2 separate regions of the Zea mays genome follow, and region 2 is linked to region 1. A link is a contact called in public Hi-C data. All regions are on one chromosome and are shown on one strand. Each heading gives the region's core, a stretch centred on a gene start, on an enhancer-like site or on the middle of the called end of the contact. The rest is flanking DNA. Distances are from core to core; before and after follow the strand shown.

Evidence for each region. A called contact is a pair of places that touch in the nucleus more often than the background predicts.
Region 2: a Hi-C map of tassel shows a contact between it and region 1, with 2.6 times the contacts expected there. The contact joins the promoter of LOC103650664 here to the enhancer-like site in region 1. A contact is called at or near these places in 3 of 25 Hi-C or Micro-C datasets (bundle sheath, endosperm and tassel).

What each region holds. Positions count from the first base shown.
Region 1 is chr3:143,583,658-143,586,723 of Zm-B73-REFERENCE-NAM-5.0, reverse strand. No RefSeq gene overlaps it. Among protein-coding and RNA genes, the nearest start is that of LOC100382273, 20 kb to the right of the region's middle. Within about 2 kb of position 1,508, at least 19 of the 20 cell types and tissues checked have an H3K27ac peak or open chromatin away from gene starts, as enhancers often do. A contact at or near this core is called in bundle sheath and tassel, where this site is marked.
Region 2 is chr3:144,006,729-144,009,794 of Zm-B73-REFERENCE-NAM-5.0, reverse strand. LOC103650664 (WD repeat-containing protein 48) reads right to left here and starts at 1,464. Exons shown (of 19, transcript XR_004857203.1): 1 at 1,007-1,464; 2 at 231-363; 3 at 1-78.

The sequences.
Region 1 (3,066 bases), core at 259-2,758:
TACAGATCATAATGATTAATATGAACATTAATGGGTAAATAGAAGTGATCAAGGACACAACTTGCCTTCAACGAGCTCCTGCTCAGCAGTCTCCACCTGCTGAACATCTGGGTTCTCGGTCACTTGCTCGTCTACTCGCAACAATACAAACAAACATAGTACAGGAGAAATTAACATCACACAAAACAACAGAACAGAATGCATGATAATATTCTACGCGTCGTAATGAGATCGTAGGAACAAGAATCACTAAATTCCGAATTACGATTACCGAGTTATGATTTTCTGAAGTTATTAAGTGTTTTTATAGAATAAATTAAGTAGATAATTTTAATCTATGTTTTATGGCTAAACATAATTGATGTCACTAGAATGGATAAAAAAAGATTTAAAATGAATTTTCTATGAATTAAATGAGTTCTGGAATTATTTTTACTCTAGAAATCCATTTTCTAGATTCTTTTTCCTGTTTTCACATATCCCTGGAGTGCACACCGAATTTCCAGAGAACATGGGGTCTAAACCGTAAATACCAGGGACCCGATTTAAATCCTTTTCTACTGCTTCTGGACGGCGGGTTGATATAGATAAAGGATAGGGGCTCTTTTATAAGACCGCAGAGGCCGAAGGGTAGTGTTTATTCTCAGCCGCCCGATCCCCATTGGACGACTCAGATTAGTTTAAGACTACCTAAACCGGTACGCTATGGTAGCTCTTCGATTCGCGATTGACGGCACGGATTTAAAACGCTCCAGACCGCCCCAGATGCGTCCGATTGAGATCCAACGGCGTGGCTTCATCCGGCGAAGGGGTATGCCCGATCTAATTTATGTCGTTCATCTTCCGATCAATGGCTACGGCGTGCCCATCCAATCTTTTAATCATAGTCGTTAAGTGATGGATGGACGGCCCACGCACTCTCTTCCTCACTCGAACCCGACAGCGGCGATGCCTACTCCATCTACGGCGGCGCCATCGCCGTAGGGCTACGATCCCGCAACCCGCGCATCGAACTTTGATTCCGATGGTGCTACGCGTAGCAGGGATTGACGTGAGTCTATGGGCAGGTTCTTACCAGAGTTGGCGACGCGCAGAACCCTACCCACGGCGGCACAGGCACTCGCGGCGGCGGTGGAAAGGCGTCGAGAAATTGGTGGCGCGTTGTTGGATTACATCGCCAGGAGATGCCACGGATAGCTTCAGTAGCCGCTCGCGGTCACCCCAGGCGCTTTACTACGGCCCTGCCACCACCGTGGTATGGATCTATCCGGCGGCGGCGGAAACCTCTCTCTCCCTCTCGTTGTACTCCCCTTCCTCTTGCTACATCGAGGTTCCTTTGTGGCGGCGCAGGAGGGTTGAGAAGGAGGCGAGGTCTGATAGGGTTTTATACTCCGGTTGGGTTCGGTCAGCGGCCGTTTTACGGAGCTCGAGCAGGTCCGCCCATGCCACACTCCATCCGGGAGGTAGTTGACGATCCTGCACGGTCGGGCCCACCGGTCGGCGTAACGGGTGCACGACGCGGACTGGGCGACGAGCGAGTGTCTGACAAGCCGGACCCGCATGGCAGTAATCTAAAGAGCAAACGCGCGCCTCCGCGGAAACTGACCCACGGGCCCCTTCGCTCAGTGACCCGCGCGCACCAGAGTCGGCTGGGCCGCGGGCGGTGAACAAGTGGGCCGAGCCAACTGAAATCGGCCCAGGCGCACTGTTTTTCTTTCTTTTCTCTTTTACATTTTCTGTTTTCTTTCCTCTTTATTTTTAAACCCCAAATTTGGATTCAAATATTTGTTGTGAACTTGTACTTTGGATTAATCCTTCAATTTCAATATGCCAGCGTAAAATAATATCTTTATTTATATATTTTTATTTACTTTGCATGTAGTCTCCCTTTTCTATTCCCTCTCCAAATTCTAAGTTTCAAATTAGATCAAAACCTCCTTTTCATTATTAATGTGTTTTTATTATGATTATTTTTATCATTAATGAACAAGCAATTGAACTCCAACATGATGCACCATTCTTTTATTTATTATATTTATTGGTAGTCAAGGTTAATCACATGATTTGAAATATGCAAAAATGAGAATAACAACACAAATGGTCAAATGAACCTTTTATATTTCTCATTTCTTGTACATTCTATTACTCTCACTATTTGGATATTACACCAAAACAAAGTGCTATAAATATAGAGTAGGGGTGTGTAACTTATCTAAACATTTAAACCTTGTGTTTATGTTGGTTTGCTCAGAGTTGCACATTTGGGCCTCCAAATCAACTCATCTTGACTTGTTGTCTTCAATTTACTTTCTCTAAACCTGTGCTCATGCTCATATCAAGAGAGTTAGTTCAAAGCGGTGTGTTGAGTATTTAATCACCAAAACAACTAGAAATCGCCCAAGGGTGCATTTACCTTTCACAACTATTCACCCCCTAGGTGACTATCAATTGTAATGTCTTGTTCGTGCGTGGAACCACGAGAATTAAATGAATATTGATTAAAGACCTGCATGATTTTGTTGTATTATATGCTTCAATTTTTATTCGACATGATCTCATGTACTTCTTTGGATCTTGAGATAACTGAGTACATACTTGAAGTACACTTATTAGAATCTTTATTTGTTTTGTCATTTGATTACCAAACCCCTCAAAATCTTGATTGCACTTACTGAAATGGAAATGGACTCAACATTTCCTATAATCGATTTTGGTGTTTGACGACCATCACAAACCTTATGGACTAACTAGTTTGCCTAGTTAATATTTTTCTCAGGTGCATAAAGTTCACATACACATATAACGAAAATAGCCTTGGGGCAATTATACAAGACTAGAGCAAAACAGACTTGCTGCAGCAAGTGGCGCACCGGACAGTGTCTGGTGCCCTGGCTGGAGCACTCCGCAAACTGGTCGCTCTCGGGAATTCTCGGCGCTCGTCTGCTAAAAATCACTAGACAGTCCGGTGTGCCACCGGACTGTCCGGTGAGCCCTGTGAGCAACGATCGACTACGGGACTGTGCCCGCAGTTTGCAGCGCCAGATGTCAGAAGACAATCTGCGACGA
Region 2 (3,066 bases), core at 215-2,714, 420 kb before region 1:
ACTCCCGCTAAAAAGGTAATCACTTGTACTAAATGTAGAACCATTTAGATAAGCCATGCAATTGATTCCTGCACAATGCTGAAAAACAAACAGAAATAAATGCATTAGCAAGACCGTTGAGTGAAATATGGATTGTTTCAAATGCATATAGAAGACCTAGGAACAGCTGGATTTAAAGGGAAAACACAGAAAGAGCTAACAACGGTCGCTTATTTTAATATATAACATACCTTTTTATCATCAGCATCATTGAGCACATATGTGAAGCGCTTCTCCTTTCTCGGTCGAGTCGAGCCAGCCGTGTTACCAGCACTTCCAACACGATGCATGGAAGAAACTTATCTAAATTCGAAGCAGCTAAACCTACAAAGTAATGATAAATATTTCATAAGGGCACTAAGATCACAAAATAGCTAGTATGGTTTCAGCAAGTATCTAATAGGAAAATTTGTGTATAGATACAGAAGGTCCAACATGTAGTAGTGTTATGCTGCAAAATCATGTGACCACCCTTCATGTGACACGCATGACTGCCCTTCGTGTGAAACGCGGCAACTGAGAAATCAAAATAACGGAAGGTAGACACTATGCCCCCCATATATTAATAAGAACACTCAATGCCAAAAACAACATTTCCTAAAATTTATCAGCAGAGAAAAATCACACGTGTATCCAAACAAACCAGTTAAACTACGGAATCGGGGGTATCAGTTCAATGAGCAGTTCAACGCAAAAGGCACATCAGTCTAAGTCTGTGTCTACAACACTGGCATCCCAATTAGAGAATCAGGTCAACATTCTACAACCGCTGCAACACTGGCTCACACGTGCGCCCAAGTAGGAAGCCGAGCACCATCCAAATAAAACTCGGCACCAATCAAGCCATTAATCGGTAACAGCGGTGATTCAAAACAGTGGAGATGGTTCGATCAGTTGTTTAAGGCTTTAAGCTGAACTAAGCAGCGTGACCACGGTACCCAGTCCACAGAAAGCAACCGATCGTCACCTGGGATCGAGCGACGTATGGAGATCGGCAGCGTGCCGGCGTCAGTACGCGGCCGCGGCCAGCGCGGGGGCGGGGAGCGCAGATCTAGGGTTTAAGGCGACGCGGCGTGGCCGAGGGTCCCGGAGGAGGGCACCGGAAGAGCGGAGCGTGCGGCGGCGAAGCGAGCGGCCTCCGCGACGCGATGGAAGCAGATGGGCGGCTGCAACAGCGGCGGCGGTAGTTGGCCGCGGCGAGTGGCTGACGCGACGGGACAGGGGAGGACGGGGTGGAGGAACCAAGGAAGGCAGGTTGTGTCGTGTAGTTGGCTATGACTGGGTGGGCCGGGCCGGGCCGGGCCCGGGGAAGCTTGAGTGACGTCACTTCGTGGTCTGGATGAACTTGAGCTCGTCTCGGCCGAGCTGGATGGGTTGGGTGTGCACGGGCCGGGACTCTGGTCAAGCAGAGGCTTGTTTGGTTGGAGCTCTTCCAAACATAACATTTTAGCCGCTACATACTCAGAATCGATGGCATGTAATGATGTCTGGCTCAGGCAACTATACCACTCTCACAACCAAATAAGCCCCAAATCATGAACTTCGGTGTCAGCTTGCTTCTGCTCCAACTGGACAATACCGAAACGGAGAGCGAGGTAGGGATGGCAACGGAGCTCTTTGTCAACGGAACGGAAAAATCACAGGAATTCTATGAACATTTGTGAGGGACGTTTCTTCTTCATTCTTGTTTTCTTTCTTCTTCATTCTTGTTTTTCTATTGGCGTGTTTGGTTGTCGAGCCGTTCAGGCTCACCAAATGTGTTGGCAGCATACGTGCTTGTGATTGGTTACCGGTATGCATCGATGCAAGCTCGCACACGCACATGTAACCCAGTTACTTTTCTCAACTTTAGGGATTCCATGCAGCCCAGTTACTTTTCTAACTTTAGGGGATTTTTGGAACGTATATTTCAAAAAACTATAGGAATAGAAAAGACACATGTATAAGATTGGAATGCATATGCAGAATAGATGAATGAAAAAACAAAGAAAGCTTGTAGGAATAGGTGTTTGGCTGAACTGCAGAAGAAACACAGGAAACCAAAACATGAGGTATGAGTGGATTTTTTTCCAATGGTTTTCCTATCAAATTAAACACAAAGGAAAGTTTCTTCTGAGGCCATTATCATCTCTAAGGGTTGTTTGGTGACTAGAGAAGTAAAAGGATCCATGAGAAGAATTCTTTTGCTATTCAATTAAATAATAAGGGGATTCCTCCATTTATCTGGTCACGAAATCAGCCCTAAAGCGGAGCTATATTAATCACTAATCAGGGATGAAAAAACAAACGAACAATTATATAATCCCTTTTTTGAAAAGAAAATGTGTATGCAACTTTTCGCTTTTTTCAAAAGTTATAATGTTTATATGCATAAGTTCTGTGTATAGCATTTTGTCATTTTGTGTAACAAAACATGTCATCACAACTTTTTAGAAAACTGTAATTTATACTCGTAACATTATGAAAGCATATAATTTGTGCTAACATTACGATCCTGGGGAGGGAAGGAGTCGACAACTATAGCAACGTGAGTGTGGGGAGGAGAAGGGGGCAGCGGTGTCGCTTGGAGGCTGGGGTCGTCAGGTCACAGAGGGAGTCATGGAGGATGAGAGATGATCTAAGGTTATGTTTGGATCCAAGTTTTTTTAATTGGTTTCTAGAAACCGACTTTTAGAAGGAAAAAAGATTATGATAAGGTATTTGGATCCACCTAGATTCTTATAAACTAGTTTTACCTGGAGAGACCAACTTCTTGTTTTCTAAGAAACTAATTTTTTGAAACTGAATAAAAAACTGATATGTTTGGAGACTTTTCTGGTTTTTTTTAAAAAAATCGGTTTCTAAGAAACTAGGTGGATCCAAACAAGGCCTAAATAATATTATTCATTAGTTTTGAGAAAGTAAAAGAGATGAGTTATCCAACGATCTAAACTATTGATTTTTGCGGTGTTAAGTTTAACCGCAATTTGTTTGATGGATTTAGTGCAGGTTACAGATGTGTGAGTAATTTGGTTGGATGAGTTTTGC